4 separate regions of the Mus musculus genome follow, and regions 1, 3 and 4 are each linked to region 2. The links are chromatin contacts, called in public HiChIP or PLAC-seq and promoter capture Hi-C maps. All regions are on one chromosome and are shown on one strand. The core of a region is the stretch at or near the end of the contact, and the rest is flanking DNA. Distances in the headings are between cores, read along the strand shown. Region 1 holds the start of Zfp574 (zinc finger protein 574). Region 2 holds the start of Sptbn4 (spectrin beta, non-erythrocytic 4). Region 3 holds the start of Zfp790 (zinc finger protein 790). Region 4 holds the start of Prr19 (proline rich 19).

Region 1 (2,700 bases), core at 132-2,631, 2.4 Mb before region 2:
GAAAGGTGTGTGCCACCACTGCCCAACAAAAATTAATTTCTATATAGCAGTATTTACTTAGTGTCTCGAAAACCCGGGACAAAGACTAGCATCCCTTTTCAGAGATAAAAACAAAAACAAAAGCCGGGTATGGTGGCGCACACCTTTAATCCCAGCACTCGGGAGGCAGAGGCAGGTGGATTTCTGAGTTCAAGGCCAGCCTGTTTTACAAAGTGAATTCCAGGACAGCCAGAGCTATACAGAGAAACCCTGTCTCGAAGAACTAAAAAAAACCAAAACAACAACAACAACAACAAAAAAAACTAAACCTGAGACAGAGTGGAGTTGTTTTGCCCAAAGTCACAGCTAAGAAGTACCAGGGCCAGGATAAGCAGCCTAGTTAGAACATGTAGGTATACTTGCTAGGGAGTCCAGTAAGAAGACATCCAGCTAGACATCCAAAGGAGGGCACACACATGGTGACAACTGGAGACTCAGACCTACCTGTGGTTCTGTGTTCAAACCCCTCCTAGTTTTTCTGAGCTTCAGTTGGGGAAACGGGGGACAGTTTGACCAACCAGATGCACCTCTGATAACTCCCTTAACCTTGGCTTCAAGAGGGAGCTTCCTGAAAACTGTGGTGTACTTGTGTGGAGTCCAAATATGGATACTGGATCTCTTCAGTCACTCGCTACCATATTACATTCAGGTGTGTGTGTGTATGTTCATGTATGCACACTCTGGTATATGCAGAAGTCAGAGAACAACTTACAAGAGTCAGTTCTCTCCTTTCACCCTGTGGATCCCAGAATCAAAACTCCAGATCAGGCTTAGCATGTGGCTTTACGCGCTGAACCATCTCCCTGGCTGGCCTGGAACTTCATGTTTTCCCAGGAAATTCTTCCCATGCCTAGGGGTCCTTAACTGTAACTGTGTGGAAGGGCAGTCACCTGGAAAGATACCTTTAATGCTCAAAACAGGAGAGGCCGAGTCAGGCGGATCTCTGTGAGGCCAGCCTGTTCACAAAGCCAGACCATGCCTCAAACAAAAACAAGAACAACTGACTCGATCCACTACAAATCCCATAAACTTCCTTCTTCAGGTCTTCCACCCCACACCCTCAGCTTCTTCCAAGGGACCTTACTAACGGGGCTTTTCCTTTCTCCTTCCATTTCTCACTTCCTGTCACGTACCTCTTCCTCTAAACTCCCTCTCCTGACATCTTGTTTCCATTCTACTCTTCCTCGATTTCCCCGTTCATCCTCTTAATAGGAAAAAAAAGTCTTAAGCCTTGTTTTGTTCCTTTTGCCCTGTGTGACTGCTGCTGCTTGGTTTCCTCTCCCATTCACGCCGAGTGGTGTCTCTTTTTTTTTTTTTTTTTTTTTTTGCCACTGGCCCTCAGGGATCCTTGACTGTAACCCGCCGGCCTCCAGGGCTTTGCGTGTCTCTACAGCCTACACTGCCCGAATCCCCTACGCCTAGCTTGTCAGGCGCCCCCAAGATGGCGCCTCCAGCTTCGTCCCGCCTCCCGACGTCATCGCGCCCTCTCCGCTCAGCGCTCCCCTTTCGAGCTATCAAAGGCGGAATCCGAGAAGAGGTGGAAGAGGAAGAACCTCCAGGGAGGATTAAAGAGGCGGGTAGTATCCACCTGGAGGCCGACCAGCGAGGGAACATTGCTAAAGGATTGGCTGGGCGCTGCGCGATCCCACCCCTCCGCTCTATTGGTCGAGGCTTCAGGAAACCTGAGCATCGATTGGTCTAATGACAGGGGCAGACAGCCGATGATTGGGCGAATTGTGCAGTTCTTCGCAGCGGCCCAGGCGGAAGGTGGGAGGAGCGTTGTTGAGGGCGGCCTGGGGTGAGAGCGAGGCTGCGGAGCAGGCGAGACGACGGGCGCTAGAGAGGACGCGGCGCTAGAGTGGCGGTGCAAAGGGACCTGAAGCCCGTAGCCCGGCCTGGGGCCGGCGAGACGGCCGAGGCGGGTGAGTCCCCGCCGGAGCGCAGAGGTCCGGCCCCACCCGGCGGCTTGCCTGCGTCATTCGGCCTGCACGATGAAGGCCTGAAGGATCGCGTCCCGGGTGCGGAGAGCGGAGCGGCCGTTGGGCGCGCGGGCCGGGCGGGGGCTGTGCCGGGACGGCGGGTGGGATGGGGGACTGGAGTTGAGTGCGGGGCTGAGTGAGGAGGGGCAGGGCTCGGGCTGCAGGCCGGGGGCCGACCTTGGCGGGAAGGGGAGGTCCCAGAGCTGCCTCGCCGGAGGGCTCTCTGGTTGCATGGGGTATCGGGGCCACGGGTGGGTGCGCTGGGATGGGGATCAGAATCGAAAGGGGACGGTTAGAGGACTCATGGATGCCGGGGTGGGGAGCTGGCCCGAGAAAGGAGGTAATTAACGCAGGGAGGAAAATCGATTTCTGCCTGGAAAGAGCTGAGGCAGAGAAGAGGTTTTTGAGGTATCTTTAGAGCGAAGGGAGGGATCAGGTGTGGAAAACGGAGTAATGCTGACAAGGAAGACCGATAAACGCATGAAAGTGGGGCTTGGAAAGTATTGACAGAGGTCTTTATTTATTCTTACGGGTTTCAATAGGTTGAGCTAGAGGGGAGGGATTGTTTTGTTTTAGATACAGGTAAGTAGGCCAAAGGGAATATTCGAGCAATCTTGGGTGTAGTTGGAGAGACAGAGATGTGTGCTACAGAGAGCAGTCTAGGAATTTTGGGGATGTACCA
Region 2 (2,700 bases), core at 1-2,500:
AGATGGCCGGGCATGGTGGCGCACGCCTTTAATCCCAGCACTTGGGAGGCAGAGGCAGGTGGATTTCTGAGTTCGAGGCCAGCCTGGTCTACAGAGTGAGTTCCAGGACAGCCAGAGCTACACAGAGAAACCTTGTCTCGAAAAACAAAACAAAACAAGACATACAAAAAAAGACTCAGAAGGCCTCAAACTCAGGAGAGTTTAAGACGCTAAGTAGGTGGTAGATTGTGGCCAACAGTAGATTATTCCTTTAAGTGGGCACCCTAAAACCACTGCTCTTCTCTTCTTTCATAGAAAGCTGTAAGTGACCACATGGCTACCTGTGTGACCCCAGCCAAGTCACTTGCCCTATCTGGTCTTCATCTGTGAAAATCCTACAGAGGTCTGGAGATGAAATGAGTTGCTCACTCAGCAACCATGGGATCTGGTACACGCCAAGCCTCAATCCATAGCTCTCCTTATTCTTTTCTTCTCATAGTGTCTGAATTCCATCCAGAGCCTCACACAGCCATGTGCTCCACCACTGACACACACAGCCAGCCAGCTCTGAGTTTTCCCTCTTTGGTCTCATATCTTAGCAAGTCCGGGGGTCTGGTCAAGAGTCAAAAAAGAGATGGGTTCAATGCTTTATTCTGGCGGTGTGGAACTCGGTTTCTCTGTGCTTTGATTTCCTTTCCTATTAATGGGTGGTCACAACTGTTTCCCCAATGGAGGATACTTGGGCCAGAGGAGGCGCTTAGCACTTGGCGAGCTCTCTGTGGGCCCAGCTTGCAGCTCTGGCCTTTCCGGGGTGCAAAGGGAAAGGGGTCCTGCGGGATCCAGCAAGAGCCGGTGGGGAGCTGAGCTGAGAGTGGGATCCGAGGCTTTAACCCTTCCAAAGCCGCGCCTCTCTGCCCCTGTGGTCCAGTCACCGTGCGGAGGAGGGGGGCCTGGGAAGGACAAGGCCTTGGGGTGACCCACGCCTGGTTCAGTGGCTGAGCTAGGTGAGGGTGAGGGGTTCATTGGATCGCAAGCCTCTATCCGGCTAAACAGATCCGAGGGCTCAGGTCGCCAGCTTGTGGGGGAGGATGCTGGGCCAGGTGGGGAGATGCTGGGGAGGGGCCGCCGTCCGCACCGCCGCTCACCTGGGCGCCGGCCGCCGATGCGGTCCCGGATGCTCGCCGCGCAGCACCGCCCTCCCTGCGGGCGTTCGTCGCCGGGCCGGGCCCGGCTCTGTTCGGCCCCACCGGCCCGCCGCTCGGCCAGATCCGCATGCGCCGCCGCCGCCGCGCCTCCCCCCACGCGCCGCAGCCGCTCCGCACGCCCCCGGGACCCCTCCCGCACGCCGCCCCGCCGCCCGCGCTGTCACACACCGGGCCACGCGTGTGATGCACAGCCGCGCTCGCGAGCGCTCGAGGCAGCGTCACACACTCCCACACTGCCACTCACACACCGGGCCCCTGGCAACGTCATACACACTCTCTCCACATGCACACTCTCATGGTGTCACTCCTTCGTAAGGGGTCAGTCAGGGTCAAACCTTCTAACTGTCTGTCACACGCAGTCACTTGCAATGTTTTCCTCTCTGGAATGTGTCCTGCAGGGTCATTCACTGTGACACACTCTGATATAGCCACCACTGACAGTGACACTCAGATATCACCAGTAGTTACCAATACAGTAAATAGTGCCCTGCAGGATCGTACATACATTGTTACTCAAATACTGCCACCACCACAATAAGGGTCACATGAAATCACTTGAACAGTATCACAGGATGGAATAGTGCTCTGCAGGACCACGCACTGTGACACACTCACATACAGCCACCACCACCAATAGCACATACAGTCAGGCATGTCACACACCTCCAAGGTGTCACAGAGTATCTACGCTCACACAACACAAAGTTCACAATCGCATAGTCTTACACGCTTAAAATGTCACACCAGTTGCCTAGGCACAAAAGATGACACACCCTGTGTTGCTACACACCCATACATCAGAGCCTCAACAAGACACAAAAGGAATCTCAGTTGATGTCACACACAGTCACACATAAATGGGATCATATCACGCACCCATGTGGTGTCCCAAACCTTCCCAATCCGAAAGTATCACACTCCATTACAGCTTACCATATCACACAGGCTGAGTACCCCTCACAGTATCACCCCCATGGACGCCAAATAACATTAATGATCTCTATACACAACTCACATTGCAACACAAGGAATGAAACCGGGTGTCGCCCACAACCATGCTGTCCCTTGTGGTCACTGAGGGTCACACAGGCACAAAATCACCCCACACACCCCTCTTGCTTGTTGGGAGGACGCTTTGGTAGAGGGAAGTACCATCTCAGAGCCTGTCTGTAAGGGGGCGTGAGCAAAGAGAGCACGGTGGGCGTAACGCCCCGGCCGGCCCCGCCCCGCTCAGCCCCGCCCACTAAGGGTGGCTGTCTCTAGTAGGCAGAGCGCTAAGTGACAAACTGCTCTAGCACCGCCCACTCCCTTCCCTAGAAGGGGCGTGGCTTCTACGTCTAAGCGCCTATCGGAGAAGGGGCTCTGGAAATGCAATTTGACTCCTCCGCCTACTCATGCTCTTTCCAGCGGGAGGCGTGGTCGCCTCGGTCCCGCCCTTTGAACCCAAATTAGGAGGGTGAGGCGGAGGCTGGAACCTTGTCTGGTCCCGCCCCCTCCTTCTGGGTCGAGGAGGACC
Region 3 (2,700 bases), core at 27-2,526, 2.4 Mb after region 2:
ATATCACATGGGTCTGCATCACCTGACATTTCCTTAAACTTCCACTTCAGGGTACACTACAGGAATGCAGTCACAGGATGGGCCAGAATTTTCAACAGGAGGAAAACAAGCCACATCTTGACAAAAGTAAAGGGATGTCAGGAAATCATAAGCTACAGGACAGAACTCGGGAATTAAAAAAAAAAAAAAGTGTGACACACACTAGGCTCTTGTAGATGCATATTCAACCATTTCAGAGATCATTTTGGCCCAACAGCCATAGCACCTATCAAGAAATCAGAGAAGCCTAGGGGCTTCCTATGCAATGGAAACACCAGACAAAAGTAGGGTGACTGTAGATAAGGACAGAGTCTACCCCCAGGATGTGACACAAGTCCCCTTGGCTGGAGTCACAAAGGTACAAAGTTGCCTCACCTATAGTGACTCTCCAATTAATCCCACACCACGGGGACACAAAAGCTATGGGTGCCTCAAACGAAAATACAATCCACCCCACACGGAAGCCTTAACAGGGAGAGCCAATCACAGTCACTGTTGCCCCCACCCTCACCTTACCTCTACCGAAATTAGAAAAGGTCCACTGGGAAGCAGTCACACCTCAGTCGGTCACCTCACACGCTCCCAAAGTTAGGCAAATGCTCACAAACACAAAAGCCCAGGGACCTCACACTCGAGGGACCTCACACTGGTAAAAAAAAAAAAAAAGCATGGCACAAAACGGTCACACAGACTCCAGCCACACACACAATGGATGCGATCATACTCACCAATCAAGGAATCCTCTCTGCCTCCATATCCCCTAGACTACCACCCAGACACATGATAACAATTCTACACAGCTCCGGATCTCCCGGAGTCAGCTTCATTGCACTGCACAGGATGGTGCATCCAAACCCTTGGCACCAAAGGCGTCTCATTATCCCTAAAGTTCTCCCCAAACCTGTCAGGAGTACCCTGCCCACTCCTTAAAAAAGGCTCCCAGGAGAGGGAAATACAACGCCTGGAAATGTCAGGGGCTGAAAGCTGTGGCCTGAACAACAGATACAAAGTGTTCGGCTATTCGTCGGAATCGTGAGGAAATCCCAGCGGTGAAAGACTTCATAGACCTAGATCAGGCTCCTCGACCCAGCACTATCTCAGCACTGCGAGTTTCCAGGGAACCGAGGTATTCTGGGAAATGTAGTTCAAGGCCGTGCTGGTGACCGGAGGCGCATGGCTCGAGTAGGCTGAGTCATCCAATCCCCAGGCGGAAATCTGTCTAAGGAGGCTGTTCCGAATTCGACTTCCTGCTGGAAGTTGGGGCCACAGACCGGAATGTAGGACCCCAGCGCTAAGACCAACCCAGCATTGGCAGTCTGACCAAGAGGAAGCCTCGTCCTGTAGGTGCAAGAGTACGCAATGACAGCCCTGAGCGTGTGTGAGAGAAAGCATAGGGAGGTTAGATTGCATGCGCGGCTGGATCTGGGAGGAGTTGGACGGCAGAGAAACTGCGAGGTAAGGAAAATGAGCGTGAGCAAGAGTTGGGCTCGAGCTGTGGCGCTTTGTGAGTGGAGCGAGCTGTTGTGGGGAGGAGACATTGTATGCGGATCGAATGGTTCTTGGGGATTGGGTCTCGACTGGATGGATCCCTGTACAGGAGTGGCTGAGATTATAGAGATAGCGGAAGCTTCCTAAATCTCATTTTCTTTTCAAATTACGATTAGTAAGTGCGGTCTTCTGGAGTGTCTGTGGGAGGGAAAATGTATAGCTGATAATAACTAATTAGCATTGTTATTTTTCTGTAAGTTAATTGTGCGGCGTAGGCAATCTACAGGCAATATAGCCGACTTTTTATTTTTAACACAGTGTTTTGTCAGTCGGGGTGGTTTTTTTTTGGGGGGGGGCGTTATTAACGCTCAGGGTACCCCAAGCAGACATCGTCCCTTCTCTAGAGAGTTCCTGAGGAGACACAGGTAAGGTTTGATTTTGAGGCTGGCTTGCAATTCTCTTTATAACCAAGGTTGACCTGAACTCCAGATCCTCTTGTCAAGTGGTTTCTGTTGGTTTGTTGTTTAGACAGGATCTTGCTGTTTAGCCCTGGTCACCCTTCAGAGGCCGTCCTCCTGACTTTCAAGGTCTGGGATAACAGGTGTGAACTACCATGCCCTGCTCCAGAAGGTGATAAACGGAAGTTTATTACAGAGAGCAGCATCACCATGATTAAAACAAGCTGCACACAGTACTTAAGAGCCAGTGGGACACAGCCATAGAGGTGTGTGTCCATATCAGCCAGAGTCAGTGGACACAGCCACAGCGGTGTGTGTTCATATCAGCCAGAGTCAGTGGACACAGCCGCAGCGGTGTGTGTCCATATCAGCCAGAGTCAGTGGACACAGCCGCAGCGGTGTGTGTCCATATCAGCCAGAGTCAGTGGACACAGCCACAGCGGTTTGTGTCCAGATCAGCCAGAGTCAGTGGACACAGCCGCAGCGGTGTGTGTCTATATCAGCCAGAGTCAGTGGACACGGCCACAGCGGTGTGTGTCCATAGCATCCAGAGTCAGTGGACACAGCCGCAACGGTGTGTGTCCAGATCAGCCAGATTTAGAAGGTAAATGTCATCTCATTTCTTTATCTGAATTAAATAGAAACCTCAGTACCATAAGCCTGCCCCATTCCCTTTCTGTTTTTGAGACAGGGCCTCTCTATGTAGCCCTGACTA
Region 4 (2,700 bases), core at 32-2,531, 2.1 Mb before region 2:
CTGTCCTAGAGTTTATTCTGTAGATCAGGCTGACCTTGAACTCACAGAGAGCCACCTGCCTCTCTCTCTCTACTGAATGCTGAGATTAAAGGAATGTGCCACCACCATCTGGCAGGATAAACTTTTTATATACAGCCAAAATCTTGGAATTCCTAATATATTGTCTCTGAACAGACTCTGAGGCAGTGGTCACTGGCATGGCGTAGCATGATGCTGTGTGCACTTCAAATGACCAAAGCTGCCATGAAATTATTTCATTTTTTGTTTGTTTGTTTGTTTGTTTGTTTTTGTTTTGTTTTTTTCTTTTGAGACAAGGTCTATGGAGTTGTCTTGCCTGTTCTGGATATAAGTCTATGTAGACCAGGCTGGTCTTGAACTCACAGAACTCCCCCTTCGGAGTGAGTGCTGGGATTAAAGGCCCTGCCACCACAAATTTTGAGATGCAAAGTTGATGAGCACCTTAGATTTATTAGTTTGATTCTGTTGTACTTTCAGAAACCTTTTACTAGTACCAACATTTTCATGGCATCCCCTCACTGTTTTATGACCCAGAGGTGGTTTCCTGAAACAGTGTATGGACACGGTTTGGGAGCTTCTAAGGACTGGGAAGCACAAAGAAAAGACACAGGTCATAACATTACTAACATTTGGACAGGGATATACACTAGGGTAGTTTAGTTTGACTTGAAAGTTTGGGGGCCACACACCTGTAATTCCAGCATTTGAGAAGTAAAGGCAAGAGAATAGTTCCAGACTATCCTGAGTGAGCTGAAGGTGTGAGGGACATGTGCAGAGAAAGGAGTTGGGGAGAGAGAAAATTCTGAAGCAAGCGAAAGAATCAAACCTCGCAAGCATTCATTCATATGTATGTTGGTTCATTCCATCCTTCTATGAACCATATCGGGGAGAGTCCTACTTCCAACTGGTTTCACAAATTAGGACATAGGCTCTGGGCAGTTACAAAGTTTTCTAAAGTCACAGGGCTCAAAAAATGCTGCTTCAGGAATGCCTCCAAAGGCCATCTTTGTGTGCATGGAACCTAGCACCTTCCACTGGGACCAGTCAAGTGGTCAGCCAGCAGCCTTAGCCAATCAGCATTGTGTAAGGCGGGCGGGCCTAGAAACCCTCGAAGCCAATCCAGTGAGGAGAGGGGCGGACTCTGGACAGGGCTGGGCGGGGCCATAACTGTCAATCTTGGTGCCTCGTGCTTCTCCCTGGGCAAGGGGCGTGGCAAGGGGAGCGCATGCGTGAGGTGTGCTTACTGGCTTAACACGCACTCACTCGAGGCCCGGAAGTGCTCGAACAGCTTCGAGGCTTGGGGGTCTCTACAGAAAAGAAGCCACCGCTCTCCACAGCCGCGTGGAGTCCAGGGCGGGGGTCCGTTAGGAGAGAAGAGGGTAAGGCACCCCTCCCCCACCCTGCCCCTCCTGGGTCCACCTCAACTGTCTGAGCTGCACCCCAGCCTTACGCCTGCCCTCAGGAGTGGCCCAGCCTCTGAAGGCTCTTGTGAATTATGTCCTCCCCGAAGCAAGCCCTTCGATGTCTCTGGGAGCCCTCTCTCCTGCCTTATGTCTTTTATTTTTAATATTTTGAGAGTAGTCTTAAAGACTCAGGCTGGCTGCAACTTCATTCTGAAGCTCCTGTTCTTCTTCCGTTCACTTCCAAAACTTTGGGATCACAGACTTTCACCACCATGCCTGCTCCTCTTTCCCACCTTCATTTACTATTACCGTTTCCTGTACCTCCCCAGCCCTGGATTTTCCACCTGTTATTTCTAGTTTCTCAGAGCTCTCCAGTTGCTTATAATCTTGTTCCCAACTTATATTTTCTGTTGTTTTGTTCTTTTTGAGTCTTTTATATTCTAAGCTGACTTCAAATTAATGATCTTCCTGCCTCAGTCATCCAAAGAGAGATGGATATAGGCAGGTACCACTCTGCCTAGTTCGTCTTCCATCTTTTTTATTTATCTTCATTTATATGTATAAAAACATGTATATACTGACCTCCAAGCATAGGAACACAGGTCCATGTAATTGTTAAGCAAGTATTCTACCACTGAACTATATCCCCAGTTTTTATATTCTTAGTGCTCAGGGTACCCATGTACAAGAACCAGACATTTTTTCTTTTCTTTTTAAGATTTACTTTAAATTGTGTGTGTGTATGTAGATGCCCACAAAAAGACAGCAGATCCCCTGGAGCTAGAGTTTGGCTATATGTGATATCTGAGATGGGTGCTGGGAACTGAGCTCAGTCCTTTGATTGAGCTGCCATGTGGGTGTTGGGAATTGAACCTTGGTTATCTGGAAGATCAGCTAGTGCTCTTTAACTGCTGAGCCATCCCTCCTGGCCTGCTGAGCCAGCTCTTTAGGCTCCCAAGACACAGACTGTTTAGAATTTTATTTCTATACAGGATCTCACTGTGTTACCTTGGCTGGCTTTTGAGTTCACGCTGTAGCCCAGGCAGGCCTCTTTAAACTTTTGATTTATCTGCTTTAGCCTTGTTGAGCAGATGGGATTAGAGGCCTGCACCACAAGGACTGGCTATTGTCTTTTAACTATTTTTCCATGTTCTTATTCTCTGTTACCTTGTCCCCAATTTCCTGACTTTTTTTTTTTCCTATGAACTACCTGAACTTCATTTTGGAGTTCTTGTGTGGCCAGGCCTTTTCCAGTGGCTGGCTGTATACTTCCCTCACT

What was found. Promoter capture Hi-C pulls out the DNA fragments that hold promoters and counts their contacts. HiChIP or PLAC-seq counts read pairs in DNA pulled down with a chosen protein or histone mark. Capture Hi-C pulls out chosen DNA fragments and counts their contacts.
Region 1: an H3K27ac HiChIP or PLAC-seq map of embryonic stem cells shows a contact between it and region 2, with 3 times the contacts expected there. The contact joins the promoter of Zfp574 here to the promoter of Sptbn4 in region 2. A contact is called at or near these places in 1 of 484 Hi-C or Micro-C datasets (uterus) and 3 of 115 datasets of contacts at active chromatin or transcription factors (embryonic forebrain, embryonic stem cells and stem cell-derived neural progenitor cells).
Region 3: a contact with region 2 is called in a promoter capture Hi-C map of adipose tissue, with 3 times the contacts expected there. The contact joins the promoter of Zfp790 here to the promoter of Sptbn4 in region 2. A contact is called at or near these places in 1 of 115 datasets of contacts at active chromatin or transcription factors (astrocytes) and 1 of 9 other capture datasets (adipose tissue).
Region 4: a contact with region 2 is called in a promoter capture Hi-C map of embryonic stem cells, with 7 times the contacts expected there. The contact joins the promoter of Prr19 here to the promoter of Sptbn4 in region 2. A contact is called at or near these places in 2 of 39 promoter capture datasets (embryonic stem cells and hippocampal neurons).

The regions. Positions count from the first base shown.
Region 1 is chr7:25,075,426-25,078,125 of GRCm38.p6, forward strand. It overlaps Zfp574 (zinc finger protein 574), which reads left to right and starts at 1,382. Exons shown (of 2, transcript NM_175477.5): 1 at 1,382-2,057. It also overlaps a transcript of Grik5 not described here.
Region 2 is chr7:27,445,339-27,448,038 of GRCm38.p6, forward strand. Sptbn4 (spectrin beta, non-erythrocytic 4) reads right to left here and starts at 1,251. Exons shown (of 36, transcript NM_032610.2): 1 at 1,125-1,251. Blvrb (biliverdin reductase B (flavin reductase (NADPH))) reads left to right here and starts at 2,640. Exons shown (of 5, transcript NM_144923.3): 1 at 2,640-2,700.
Region 3 is chr7:29,814,796-29,817,495 of GRCm38.p6, forward strand. Zfp790 (zinc finger protein 790) reads left to right here and starts at 1,277. Exons shown (of 5, transcript NM_146185.2): 1 at 1,277-1,494.
Region 4 is chr7:25,300,078-25,302,777 of GRCm38.p6, forward strand. Prr19 (proline rich 19) reads left to right here and starts at 1,282. Exons shown (of 3, transcript NM_001081294.1): 1 at 1,282-1,397.